3 separate regions of the Mus musculus genome follow, and regions 2 and 3 are each linked to region 1. The links are chromatin contacts, called in public HiChIP or PLAC-seq and promoter capture Hi-C maps. All regions are on one chromosome and are shown on one strand. The core of a region is the stretch at or near the end of the contact, and the rest is flanking DNA. Distances in the headings are between cores, read along the strand shown. Region 1 holds the start of Pafah2 (platelet-activating factor acetylhydrolase 2). Region 2 holds the start of Ubxn11 (UBX domain protein 11). Region 3 holds the start of Man1c1 (mannosidase, alpha, class 1C, member 1).

Evidence for each region. HiChIP or PLAC-seq counts read pairs in DNA pulled down with a chosen protein or histone mark. Capture Hi-C pulls out chosen DNA fragments and counts their contacts.
Region 2: a promoter capture Hi-C map of adipose tissue shows a contact between it and region 1. The contact joins the promoter of Ubxn11 here to the promoter of Pafah2 in region 1. A contact is called at or near these places in 2 of 484 Hi-C or Micro-C datasets (B cells and embryonic stem cells), 1 of 115 datasets of contacts at active chromatin or transcription factors (bone marrow-derived macrophages) and 2 of 9 other capture datasets (adipose tissue and liver).
Region 3: an H3K27ac HiChIP or PLAC-seq map of the HPC-7 cell line shows a contact between it and region 1, with 10 times the contacts expected there. The contact joins the promoter of Man1c1 here to the promoter of Pafah2 in region 1. A contact is called at or near these places in 4 of 39 promoter capture datasets (the 3T3-L1 cell line, the C10 cell line, liver and 1 more), 1 of 15 datasets of contacts at CTCF or cohesin (embryonic stem cells), 21 of 484 Hi-C or Micro-C datasets (B cells, the C2C12 cell line, CD4 T cells and 12 more), 6 of 115 datasets of contacts at active chromatin or transcription factors (the HPC-7 cell line, astrocytes, embryonic basal ganglia and 2 more) and 3 of 9 other capture datasets (embryonic stem cells, macrophages and pancreatic islet).

Annotation. Positions count from the first base shown.
Region 1 is chr4:134,400,826-134,404,642 of GRCm38.p6, reverse strand. It overlaps Pafah2 (platelet-activating factor acetylhydrolase 2), which reads right to left and starts at 1,731. Exons shown (of 10, transcript NM_001285874.1): 1 at 1,539-1,731; 2 at 400-550. The coding sequence starts at 1,628.
Region 2 is chr4:134,100,763-134,104,579 of GRCm38.p6, reverse strand. Ubxn11 (UBX domain protein 11) reads right to left here and starts at 1,997. Exons shown (of 15, transcript NM_026257.3): 1 at 1,932-1,997.
Region 3 is chr4:134,702,076-134,705,892 of GRCm38.p6, reverse strand. It overlaps Man1c1 (mannosidase, alpha, class 1C, member 1), which reads left to right and starts at 1,603. Exons shown (of 12, transcript NM_207237.3): 1 at 1,603-2,948. The coding sequence starts at 2,424.

The sequences.
Region 1 (3,817 bases), core at 482-2,981:
TCCCCTGGGTTTGCTTCCCAGTACTAAAAAAAAAAGGTGGGGGTGATCTATAGAGTGGATCAGAATGCATACTGGATTTAGGGACCACAGCCAGTACCATGTCCCATCTGATGTCCCAAACACTGCGCAAGAGGTTCTAGTTCTACCTGTATCTGGCACCACAGTTCTACAAACGCTGGCAGGGCAAGTGGGATAAGGGACTGGCCCAAGTCCCACTGCCAGTAAATTACAAAGTCTGGATTTGAACCCATGACCCAGATTCTCACGCGTCCAAGTCTCTCCCATCTCTCCAAACCAAGGACTGGACTATGCAAGCTAAATAGTTCCTGTGTCTGCCTGGGTCTCTTCTGGGGATGTAACCAGGCACCCGGGAAGCAGCCAGGGCCGGGCCAGCCTTACCGATACCCACGTTGAACAGCAACCCCACCCAGCGCTTGTTATACTGCAGGTAATCGGCCAGACCCATGCTGTACTCGTAGCGGGGAATCCACAGGGGCTGCTCGCACTTCTCTGATGCTTGGCAAGGGTAGAAGAGTCGGAAGAGGCTCCCCTGGGGAAAAGAAGGGAGCAGCTGCTGGGACCACAAAGCTTAGGCATTTGGGGTCAGCAGGAGTCTGGGGCACCAACAGAGAAACAGAGGCTTCCTCCGATCCAGAAACAATTTTGTGGCTAGCACATCAGAGGGCTTATGTCCTGACTGTCAAGTGCATTTCCAATTACATCCTGGAACAGCGCCATACTGTGGACCTAGGCTCCGTGCGAACGAGGGAGGTGGGGGGGCTAGGTCTTTGCTCTTAGGATGAACTCAGTGGCAGCAGAAGGCTTGGTCAGGAGAGGGAGCAGGAGAGGGGTTACCAGGAAGTGGGTGTCTCTCACAGAACAGAGGTGAGCCCAACCACCGGGGACAAAAACCTAAGGAACTTGTTGGGTCATGGTGGCACGTGCCTGAAGTCCTGGAGGTGGGAGGATCAGGGGCTTATGGTCATTCTTGGCTACATTTCCGGTTGGAGGGCAGCCTGAGCTACATGAGAAACCTCAAAAATGTTAAAAAGGAAGAGGAGGAAGAAGAGGAAGAGGAGGAGGAGGAAGAGGAAACAAAGAAAAAGAAAAGCTTAGGAATTGGCAGGAGGTTCAGAAACCAGAGAGAAGTGAATGGGAGGCTAGAGGTGAAGACCTCATCTTCCCACCCAAGCTGTAGAGTCAGGACAGTGGCCTGTGGCCCACTATGCTTCATCCTGTCCCCCTACATCAGGATGGCATCGAAAAACCTCTCTAGGGTCAGATGCCTGGACTCACGACAGGAGAAAGGGTCTGTGAGGTGCCTCTGGCTCCTCCTTGCTGCAGAAAGAACTCGGCCATCTGCGGAGGTTCTAAGAGTTTAAATGAGGAATTTAAAAGCCAGCAGGAAAACAGGCCAAAAGGCTGATGTCCAAACTCTGCCCAGCTGTAACTTAGCAGCCCAGAACTTACACACTTGGACCTGTGCTGGTGAAGTCCCCGCAGTGGAACAGAGCAGGGGCGGAGCTTGGGACACTTACCTCAAGACTGTGACCCTCCATCACATCCGTGCAGCCAATGTGGTGGGGTCCCGAGATGGGTGGGAAGCACACAGACTGGCCGGCCCCCATCTCATCACCAGCTGGACCAAAGCCGGGTGCTCGGGAATTTGCTGGCTGGAAGACAGAACACAGAACAGCCTCTTGCTGGTCTCTCCCTCACTTGCTGTTTCTCTAGGTCATGTGCCAACCCTGTCCACTTCCTGACATCCTTATCACCCCAGCCGACCTTCCTGCCAGCTACTCACTAAATCATATTCGTTATTTACACTTGCGACTTTGCCAACGTTTTCAGGCTCGTCTTTCGGTTGTCTTTCTGCAGTGGCGGGGTGGAAGCCGGGGCCTTACACTTGTTAGGTAGCGACCCATTCCATCCCCAGCCCTATGGACTGTGGTCTTCATTTCCCTCTGGTGGGGTGAGGAGATAGTGGTGATGAGCTAGTCCTCAGATCCCTCAAAACCTACAAACCATAAGGGTGTGGCTCAGTTCTAGCATACAAGAAGCCCTGGGTTCAATTCCCAGAACTATAGAAAACAGCTACGGCGATGAACACCTGTAACCCCAGCACTGAGGAGGGTGGTGTCCGGAGGGTTAGGAGTTCAAGGCAAGCCTGGGATGCATGACTCTGTCTCAGGATTATTGCGTAATGACCCCGCACCTACCGTGTATCTATCTGACAGTAACTGCTGTAGTGATTACAGCCCAGACTTTGCCTTCCCTGGCTAATAACGCCCCACTGAGGTCCAGCTCTTCCTCAGCTAGCACTGTACTAAGTCTCTGATAAACACTGCTTCATCTAACCCTCTCAACAGCTTTCCGAGAAGGGAGGTAGCTGGACCAATTTTGCAGACTCAAGAGCAAGGCAGAGAGGTCTAACTCAGCCCACGAACCGGCTTAAAGCAAGCAACATTTCAATTCCTATTCCTTACAGCCTAAACCACCTGCATGGGCGGGGCCCTGCCCCCCACCCCCACCCCCGCGGTTTGTTTGGACATTCTGAGTCCTCCTCTGGGAGGATCAGTGTGCAAGCCAGAGCAAGCCTGGGCAAAGAGAGACTTTGGAGATGGTTGCTGCCAACGCTCCCTGCAATCACCCCTGTCCCTGCCTCGGCACATACACGTGTGTAACTGAAGAACTCATAGTCCTGAACTGTTTAAGGCCACAGCTGTTACTACACACACACACATACACACACACACACACACACACACACACACACACACACACACACACACACACACACACACACCTTCCTGCCTGCCAATCATCTGGTCCAGAGGAAAAACCCCAAGAAGCCAGCCAGAGTCACTCTACTTAACGTTGGGAGGCAATAATTTTCTCTCTACTATTCCTTTTCCTCTTTTGTTCTTCCAGCGCAAATTTTAAGACACCCACTAATACAAAAAGGAGGAAGGGAAGAGGAGCTAAATTCTGTTGCAGGCTGTGGACCGCACAGCCAGTGGGAAGGGGGAGGAGCCTCTGCCAGACTCCACCCACTCCACCCCACCCCACCCCGGCCCGACCCTCCTCCCCCGAGGCTGAGCACACACACTGGAGAACCAAGACTGCCGCTGCAAGACACATGTGGGTCACATGATGGTGAAGCAGCTGCAGCTCCTGTCATAAAAGAGAGATAAAATGCCACTGGAGTTCTGAGGAGAGTGAGTGTGTCCCCTGAGCGTGGGAGCAGAGAGCAGGGAAAGACAGGATTGAAAGTTAGGAAAGGGCGTGTGAGACATGGGGGCAGTTAGTGCTGGCTGCAGAGGGAGAAAGGAGCGCGTGCACGCGCGCAAGCTCCCACGCGTTCCCGTGGGTGGGTAAGCGTAACCATGTGCACGCGGAGGCCAACCTCTCCTGTTGGTTCTCACGTGCTTCCCATCCTTTTGTTTGTGACAGGGTCTCCCTTTAGCCTGGAGCTTGACCTCGTAGGCTTCCAGGGACCTACCTGTCGGACTCTTGTTGCCCATCATTGAGATTATAGCATGCCATCAAGCCAGGGTTGGTTTTTTTTTGTTGTTTTTAAATTAATTACGTTTGTTTATTTAATGCGTGGAAATGCGTGTATGACAGTGTGTTTGTGGGTGTCAGAGGATAACGAGAGGGAGCTCTTCTCTCTTATCTTGAGGGGCCAGGAGATCAAACTCAGTCATGTTTAGCAAGCAGCAAGTATCTCTATCTTCTGAGCCATCTCACTGGCTTGCTTTGGGGGGGGGGGCACAGTGTCTTTTTAAGCAACCCAGGCTATGCTGGAACTTGCAGT
Region 2 (3,817 bases), core at 748-3,247, 300 kb after region 1:
ACTCACCTCCTCCATCTTCCCTTCTTCATGGGACCCATCACCCAAGGGCACCGTTTTCCTCTCTCTAGCCTCTCTCCATTCTATCAGCTCCCAAACCCTTCAGGTCAAATGCCACCCTGTCTCTGCTGTGGGTTCTTTTCTCCTGTGACACAGGACAATTCTTCGGGAGCTTTTACACTGCCCGTCCTGTGAGCCCTGGGCCCTGTGGATAAGACCTAGCTAGTGCCTTCAGTCTGGGGATTTCTCCTGGGCACCACTGTGCCTTCTCGCTCCCCTGGGCCAGAGATATTTTCTTGTTGCTGTTTTGGCACTGGGGGCTGAGAGGATCTACCGCTGAGCAAGACACTCGGTCCCTTTAAATTTGTTTATTGACTTTGAAGATTTATTTATTTTATATATGAGAGTACACTGTCACTGTCTTCAGACACACCAGAAGAGGGCATCGGATCCCATTACAGATAGTTGTGAGCCACCACGTGGTTGCTGGGAAATGAACTCAGGATCTCTGGAAGAGCAGTCGGTGCTCTTAACTGGTGAGCCATCGCTCCAGCCCCTTAAATTTATTTTTAGTTTTTCTTTTCTTTTTTTTTTAAAGATTTATTTATTTATTATATGTAAGTACACTGTAGCTGTCTTCAGACACTCCAGAAGAGGGAGTCAGATCTCGTATGGATGGTTGTAAGCCACCATGTGGTTGCTGGGATTTGAACTCCTGACCTTCGGAAGAGCAGTCGGGTGCTCTTACCCACTGAGCCATCTCACCAGCCCAAAATGTGTAGCCCAGGCTGGCCTCAACCAGCGAGACAGGGTTTCTCTGTATAGCCCTGGCTGCCCTGGAACTCACTCTGTAGACCAGGCTGGCCTGGAACTCAGAAATCCGCCTGCCTCTGCCTCCCAAGTGCTGGGATTAAAGGCGTGCGCGACCATGCCCAGCTTGAAATAAAGTCTTAAGCTTGAAAATGGCTCAGAGGTTAAGAGCAATTGCTGCTCTTGAAGAACCTCGGTTTGGTTCCCAGTAACTGCATCGCAGCTCAGAACAGAACCTCTTGTAACTCCAGTTCCAGGGACGGTGATGCCTTCCTCTGGCCTCCTTTGACACCAGACATGCATGTGGTACACATACACACATGCAGACACATATATGTATGAAATGATAATAATAAATATATAATATATATAAAGGTCTTTGCCCCCACTGGCCTTGAACTGGCTCTAAAGTCCAGGCTGACTTTGAACATGTGCTCCGCCTGTTTCAGCCTCCTGAGTAGCTTTACACGTCTGCAGACCACCAGGCCCAGCTTCTATTTTGTTTAGTTATTTGTTTTTTGTTTTTGAGACAAGAGTCTCACTCTGTTAAACCAGGCTGGCCTCAAACTTTGCTGGGATTAAAGGTGTGAGCCACCACTCCTGGCTTTGTTTTATTTTACTTTTTTTAATTTAAGGTAAAGTTTCGCTGATTTACCCTGGTTGGCCTGGGACTCGCAATGTAGCCAGATAGGCTTCGTACTCCAGTCCTCTCTCCTCGGCCCCTACATAGAGTGCAGGCCTATGTCACAACCCATTAAGTCTGTAAAGATACGGTTGTCGCCTCCGGTGAGGGTTACAAACGTGTCCTTTGTTTCTTCATCTGAAGGACCAAACTGAGTGCTGCCCTAGGCAGTTATCACTCGACACACCAGGCGACAGCCTGATAGCTGCGCGACATCCTCCTAATCCTTTGCTGGGCACGTTGGCACTAAGAAGGTTAGTGCGCCCAAAGCCCGCCCCAGGATTCCGCCGCCTGTCCCGCCTCCACGCGCGGACACGGTGAGTATGGTCCCCACTTCCCTCCTGAGCCAAGTCATGCATGTCGCCGACCCTCGGAGTCAGGACGAGGGCCGCGGCCTGCGGGAAGACTTAGCGGGGCAGAAAGGCCCGGAGATGGCACTCACCACGGGGCCAGCGAGCCGTCCCGCGGCGCCGCCATCTTGTTGTCTCGGGGTTTCCCAGGCGACCAGGACCCGAGCACTTCTCATTGGCTAATTCCGAGAGGCTCTCTAACGAACCAGAGGGCAGTGAAGACGGGCATAGGGTTGCACGTGAGACTTCAAATCCCAGAATGCACCGCTCTAAGAGGTCAGAGGGCGTTCTTGAGGCCGGGTCTTGAGTTCAAGAGATTGGTCCCTAGAAGCCTCTAGACCTGAAGATGTTGAACCCGACGTTGTCAATATTGTGCTATTTGATCTTGAAGAAATCATGTTTCCTTTGTTTTCCCACCTGATCATGCAAAGATGAATGGAAATGATGCAGGTGACTTAATAAATATTTAAATCTCATTTCCCCCCTCTAATTTATGGACTAGATGATGCACTGCAGGAAAGTTCTAATTCTAGTTCCTAAGTAGAATAATTGGGTGACCCTTCACTTCCAGTATGACGAGTAATTTCCCCTCCCTCAGCCTCATAGCTAGATGGCTCAACGGGTACTAAGTCTTGGTCTTACTACCAAGCTGAAGACCAAGTTCGATCAGGTCACACATGGCAGGAGAAAACGGCTCCTGGATCTGTCTTCCGATTTCTGCAGGAGCACTGTCCAGATGCAACACGAAATAAGTGACCAAATAGATATTAACTGAAAACTAAAATTATCCTAATAGCACCAAAGTACTAGAGATACTTTAGTTAGGACTGCACTGGGTCCTCACCTGTACAGACAGGGTAACTTTGAGCACATTCACATCTCCTTTTCTTCGCTTGTAAAATGAAAATACGGCCTACCTGACAAGGTTGCTGGGATTGGCCATTAGGAGGGTAATGCAAAGTACTTATCAAACACCTCTATAGATGTTTTCAAAATATTTCTTGCCAGGTGGTGGTGGCACTTGTCTCTAATCCCAGCAGGAGACAGAGGCAAGAGGATCTCTGAATTCGAAGCCAGCCTGGTCTACAGAGTGAGCCCCAGGACAGCCAAGGCTACAGAAAGAAACCCTGTTTAGAAAAACAAAACCAGGTCAGGTGTGGTGGCTCCCGCCTTTAATCCCAGCACTTGGGAGGCAGAGGCAGGCAGATTTCTGAGTTTGAGGCCAGCCTGGTCTACAGAGTGAGTTCCAGGCCAGCCAGGGATACACAGAGAAACCCTGTCTTAAAAAAAACACAAAGAAAAAGAAAAACATAGAGCCGGGCATGGTGGCACATGCCTTTAATCCCAGCACTTGGGAGGCAGAGGCAGGTGGATTTCTGAGTTCGAGGCCAGCCTGGTCTACAGAGTGAGTTCCAGGCCAGCCAGGGATACACAGAGAAACCCTGTCTTTAAAAAAACACAAAGAAAAAGAAAAACATAGAGCCGGGCATGGTGGCACATGCCTTTAATCCCAGCACTTGGGAGGCAGAGGCAGGTGGATTTCTGAGTTCGAGGCCAGCCTGGTCTACAGAGTGAGTTCCAGGGCAGCCAGGGCTACACAGAGAAACCCTGTCTGGAAAAAAAAAAAAAAAAAAGGAAGAAGAAAAACATGAAGACTCTAATCCAGAGGTCTCAACCTGTGGCTTGTGACCCAGTTTGGGGCCCCATACCTGATATCCTGCATATTAGATAGTAGCAAAAATACAGTTATGAAGTAGCAATGGAATAAATTTACGGTTGGAGCTCACTACGACAAGAGGAACCAGATTAAAGGGTCACAGCCTTAGGAAGGTTGAGAACCACCGCTAAACTCTCCTCAGGGTTACTTTCTCAGCCCTTGTCACTCAATGTACCATCTTAGAGACCCTGGAAAACTTTCTGGGGTCTCCAGCCTTGAATGCTAGGAGCCCCTGGAGATGGGTCTACATAACTTCCACAC
Region 3 (3,817 bases), core at 354-2,853, 300 kb before region 1:
GACGTGCAGGAGACCAGGCTAGGCCTCTGGGCTACTGCATTAAGGAGCACACACATGCTTATCTCATGCACGAGCTAACTCCAGGGAACTGACTCCTGCCAGCCAAACTCATAAGAGACTGAAACATTTGAAGTAGAAATTTACATATAAGCTAGGTGTATTGGGAGAAATTATTCATCTCCGGTGACCAAAATATTTGCACCTGTTAGCGACAGTAGTCTTTTATCTTTTATTTTCAGCAGAGAGAAATTTATATGCCAGGGGTATTTAAATGTCAGGAGTGGGCGTGCTGGCAATGGTTTGGCCAGGGTTAGAAGCAAGCCTCAGTAGCCCATTTGCAGAAAGCCTCAGGGAAGAAGAAAGATTTATGAGGTGAGAGCCTGCCTGGGCTGCCTCCTCTCCGGGAAAGGCGTCCCTGCAGTATTTTCTGTCTTTCAAATTGCAGCTGAAAGCAGATATTTTCCCCCTTGCCTATTATACCTCTTAATTTGTCTCTCCCTATGCTGTTGTCTCTATAAAGAGTTTTGCATGAGAGACCCACACAGCAGTGTTATTTTGGCCCCCGGTGTGAGGTTTAACAGCAAGGGAAGGACTAAAGTCCACGGATGCATGTGTCTTGGGGCAGGGGCACACGGTGTCTGATAACACATGCCGGTGTATGTGTGGGCTTGTGGAGGTGGCTTGGGTATGCCTGTGCACGTCAATGTTTTGCTTATATAGACCTGTCTAGATACACTTTGGCATAATTGCTAGGGTGTCCGTGCTGAAATTAAGTGTATATTTGCATGTAAGCACACACCCACAAGGTAGCCTCTGTATGCATAAAAATGCAAATGTTCACATACATGCATATCCTATGTATGACCCGTGCATATGTCCAGGTCCCCGCCTCTCTCTCTGTCTGTCCCTCTCTCTTCTTGCTTCTCATGTTAGCATCCCTCGCCAACCCCACCCAAGGGCCTTGGCCACATTTTTGGTGGCGGTTTGCGAGGAACCCTGGAAATACTGATTCAGCCAGACATAACCACAGCCACAGCTCTCGGGTTTGGTCCAGCCATCCCCATCCCCCCCAGAGCGAAGCAGCTGTACTACCGCGGCTGGTCTGAGCTCTGGGCATCCCTGGCTACCAGCAACCTGGCAATCCCCGGCTGGTGCTGAGAAGTGACAGGGTCGCCCAACGATGGGCAGCGCCTTACAGAACAACCTGGTCTCCTGGCCCTTCCGGGGGGAGACCGAAACACAGAGCGGCGCTAGGCGGAGGTGGGCGGTGGAGGGGGCGTCTCGGTCTTTCGGAGTCCAGCGAACGCTGGGCAGAAACCAATGGGTGATTGTGGCCCATCGGGGATCCCTCGGAAGCAGCCAATGACCTCTCTCCGCTCTGCACCCCGCCCTCTCCACAGCGCGCAGCTGGACCATTGGAGCTAGCAGGATGGGGGAGCGCAGCGCCAGCATTTGGAGCGGGGGGCGTGGCCCAGACTGTGACCCGCCCATCTTTCCCGGCTAGGTTCCCCATTGGCCGAACTGCGGTGCCGCGGCGGGCGGAGAGGAGGGGCGCGAGGCGCGCTGTAGGCGTGGCCTGAGGGCGTGGCTGGCGGGGGGCGGGGCAGCGGCGCTGTCGCAGTGAGAGCCGGAGCAGCGGCGGCCCGTCTGGAGCTGCGGCGGGTGAGCCTGCGCGGCTAGCGGAGCCGCGGGGCCGGGAACAGGTGATCGCAGCAGGAGACCCGCGCCCTCCCGAGTTGCGGCGCCGGAGCCAAGGCTTCCTGGCTCAGCGGCAGGCCCAGGGCTGACAGAGGCCAGCTGCAGGCTTCGCACGCGCTTCCCGGGTATCCCTCTCCCCGCGCGAGCATCTGAAGCCCCTGGGTCCCGCGCAGCCTCGGGAGCGGCAACCGCGCGCGGCGGAGCAAAGTTGTGGACGTGTCCCGACCGCCGGGCCCTGCGCCGTCACCACCGGCTGGGCTCGCGCTCTAGGAGCTGCGCTCGCCCTGCAAGCCCCGGGGGTTCCCTTTGCAAACTGCTCCAGAGGCTGAAACTTCGGGTGCCGGCGGGTCGGGGCCTGCGTCCTGCGCACCCTCCGCGAGGGCGTCGCGGACGGCATGTGACCACTCCGGCGCGGGAAGGCGCGGGAGGGCGCGGGCTCCGTGGATCAGGCGGAGGGCAGGCTGCGGCGCACGGCGGGCCCGGGCTCCAGCCGAGCAGCCCCCCTCGCCCGGGCCCCGCCGAGGCCGCCGCGCCCCCGCCCCCGCGCGGGAGGACTCGCTCCAAACTCCCTGAACTTCGGGCGGGTCCCGAAGCGGCGGCCTCGAGGTGCGCAGCCTTGCTCGGGGACCCCAGCCACTTCACTCTTGCTCCCCACCCTTGAGGACTCTGAGGACTCCCGGGGCCCCGGGCGGAGCTGACAGCCCCCTCCTGCTGGCCGCGCCGCGATGCTGGTGAGGAAAGTGCCGGGTTTCGTCCCGGCCTCGCCGTGGGGGCTGCGGCTGCCGCAGAAGTTCCTTTTCCTGCTCTTCCTCTCGGGCCTCGTCACCCTGTGCTTTGGCGCCCTGTTCCTTCTGCCCCATTCCTCTCGCCTCAAGCGCCTCTTCTCGGCCTCGCGGACCCAACAGCCCGGCCTGGAGGTGATGGCCGAAATCGCCGGTCACCACTCGGTGTCAGAGCAGGAGCCGCCTCCCAACCCTGCCCCTGCGGCTCCGGCCCCGGGTGAGGACGATCCCAGCCGCCTGGTCGGTGTTCTCCGTAGGAAAGGGTGGCTGCGGCGAACCCGCCCCACCGGGCCCCGGGAGGAAGGCAACAGGGTTGCAGCCCTCAGGCCGCAGGAAGAGAGCGTCCGGTTCACTTTCGACTACAATGGTTTCCGCAGCCGCCTTCGACACCCGGTCTTGGGGACAAGGACTGATGAGAGTAAGGAGTCCCAGAGTCTGGTGCGAGCTCAGCGAGAGAAAATCAAAGAGGTAAGCACCCCCCCCCCCAACACACACCTCCCGCCAAGACTTCTAGCTGCAAGCGATTCCCCACCTTCTTGGCCTCTCCTGGCTCCTGGTCTGCCCAAGACCCTTCAGGCAGGCCGCAGCACCGCCCCTCAATCCGAAGTTACTCTCTTTGCTTGGTGCCTACTTTAGGATAACTAGGTTAGTTCATGGCTCCTACCAACCTCCAGGTGGATTCCCCCCCCCCCCACCACCCCCGTCCCCTTTAAGTTCCTAGCCCTGGTGGGCTCCAGGCTTTCCCTGATGGGTTGCTAGTAGGAGTGGATTTTAGGTCCTTAGTTTTCGTTTGTACAGGAGGGAGCCACTAGAAACCCTCTCCCTCCCTGTGTGCCTTTTAAGTCTTGACTTCTCCTAAGCTCCAGCAGGCTCTGGAAAACCCAAGACATGTGAGGTATTTGGGGTCCTGTTTTGTAATCTCTCGGCCTCTTGCAGACCAGAGATCTCGAGCATTCCTGCTAACTGCTTCTATCGAGCGTTGCCACAATTGTACATAATTGCATGTGAAAGACGAAGGAGTGATCAATAAAGCAGTGGGAATGTTACAGAAGCTCCGAGGTTATTGGCTTAATGAGGCGGGTCTTGGACTGGTTCCCCGTAAGGAGTGGGCCGCAGAGGGATTTAGAGGGATCACTAGACTTGAGTCACAGTCTTAGTTTTAAGACATCAAAAACAAACACGGCTTGGAACTGGCTTGCCGACAATTTGCCAAGAGGCCACTGGTACCTGAGTGTTCTGCCCCACCCCAGCTAAGTGTGGTCTGTGAGAACTGCGTGGCCAACATAGCAGCGGGAGCTGCAGTGACACCCCCAGGCCACAAGGGGGCTGTGAGCAAG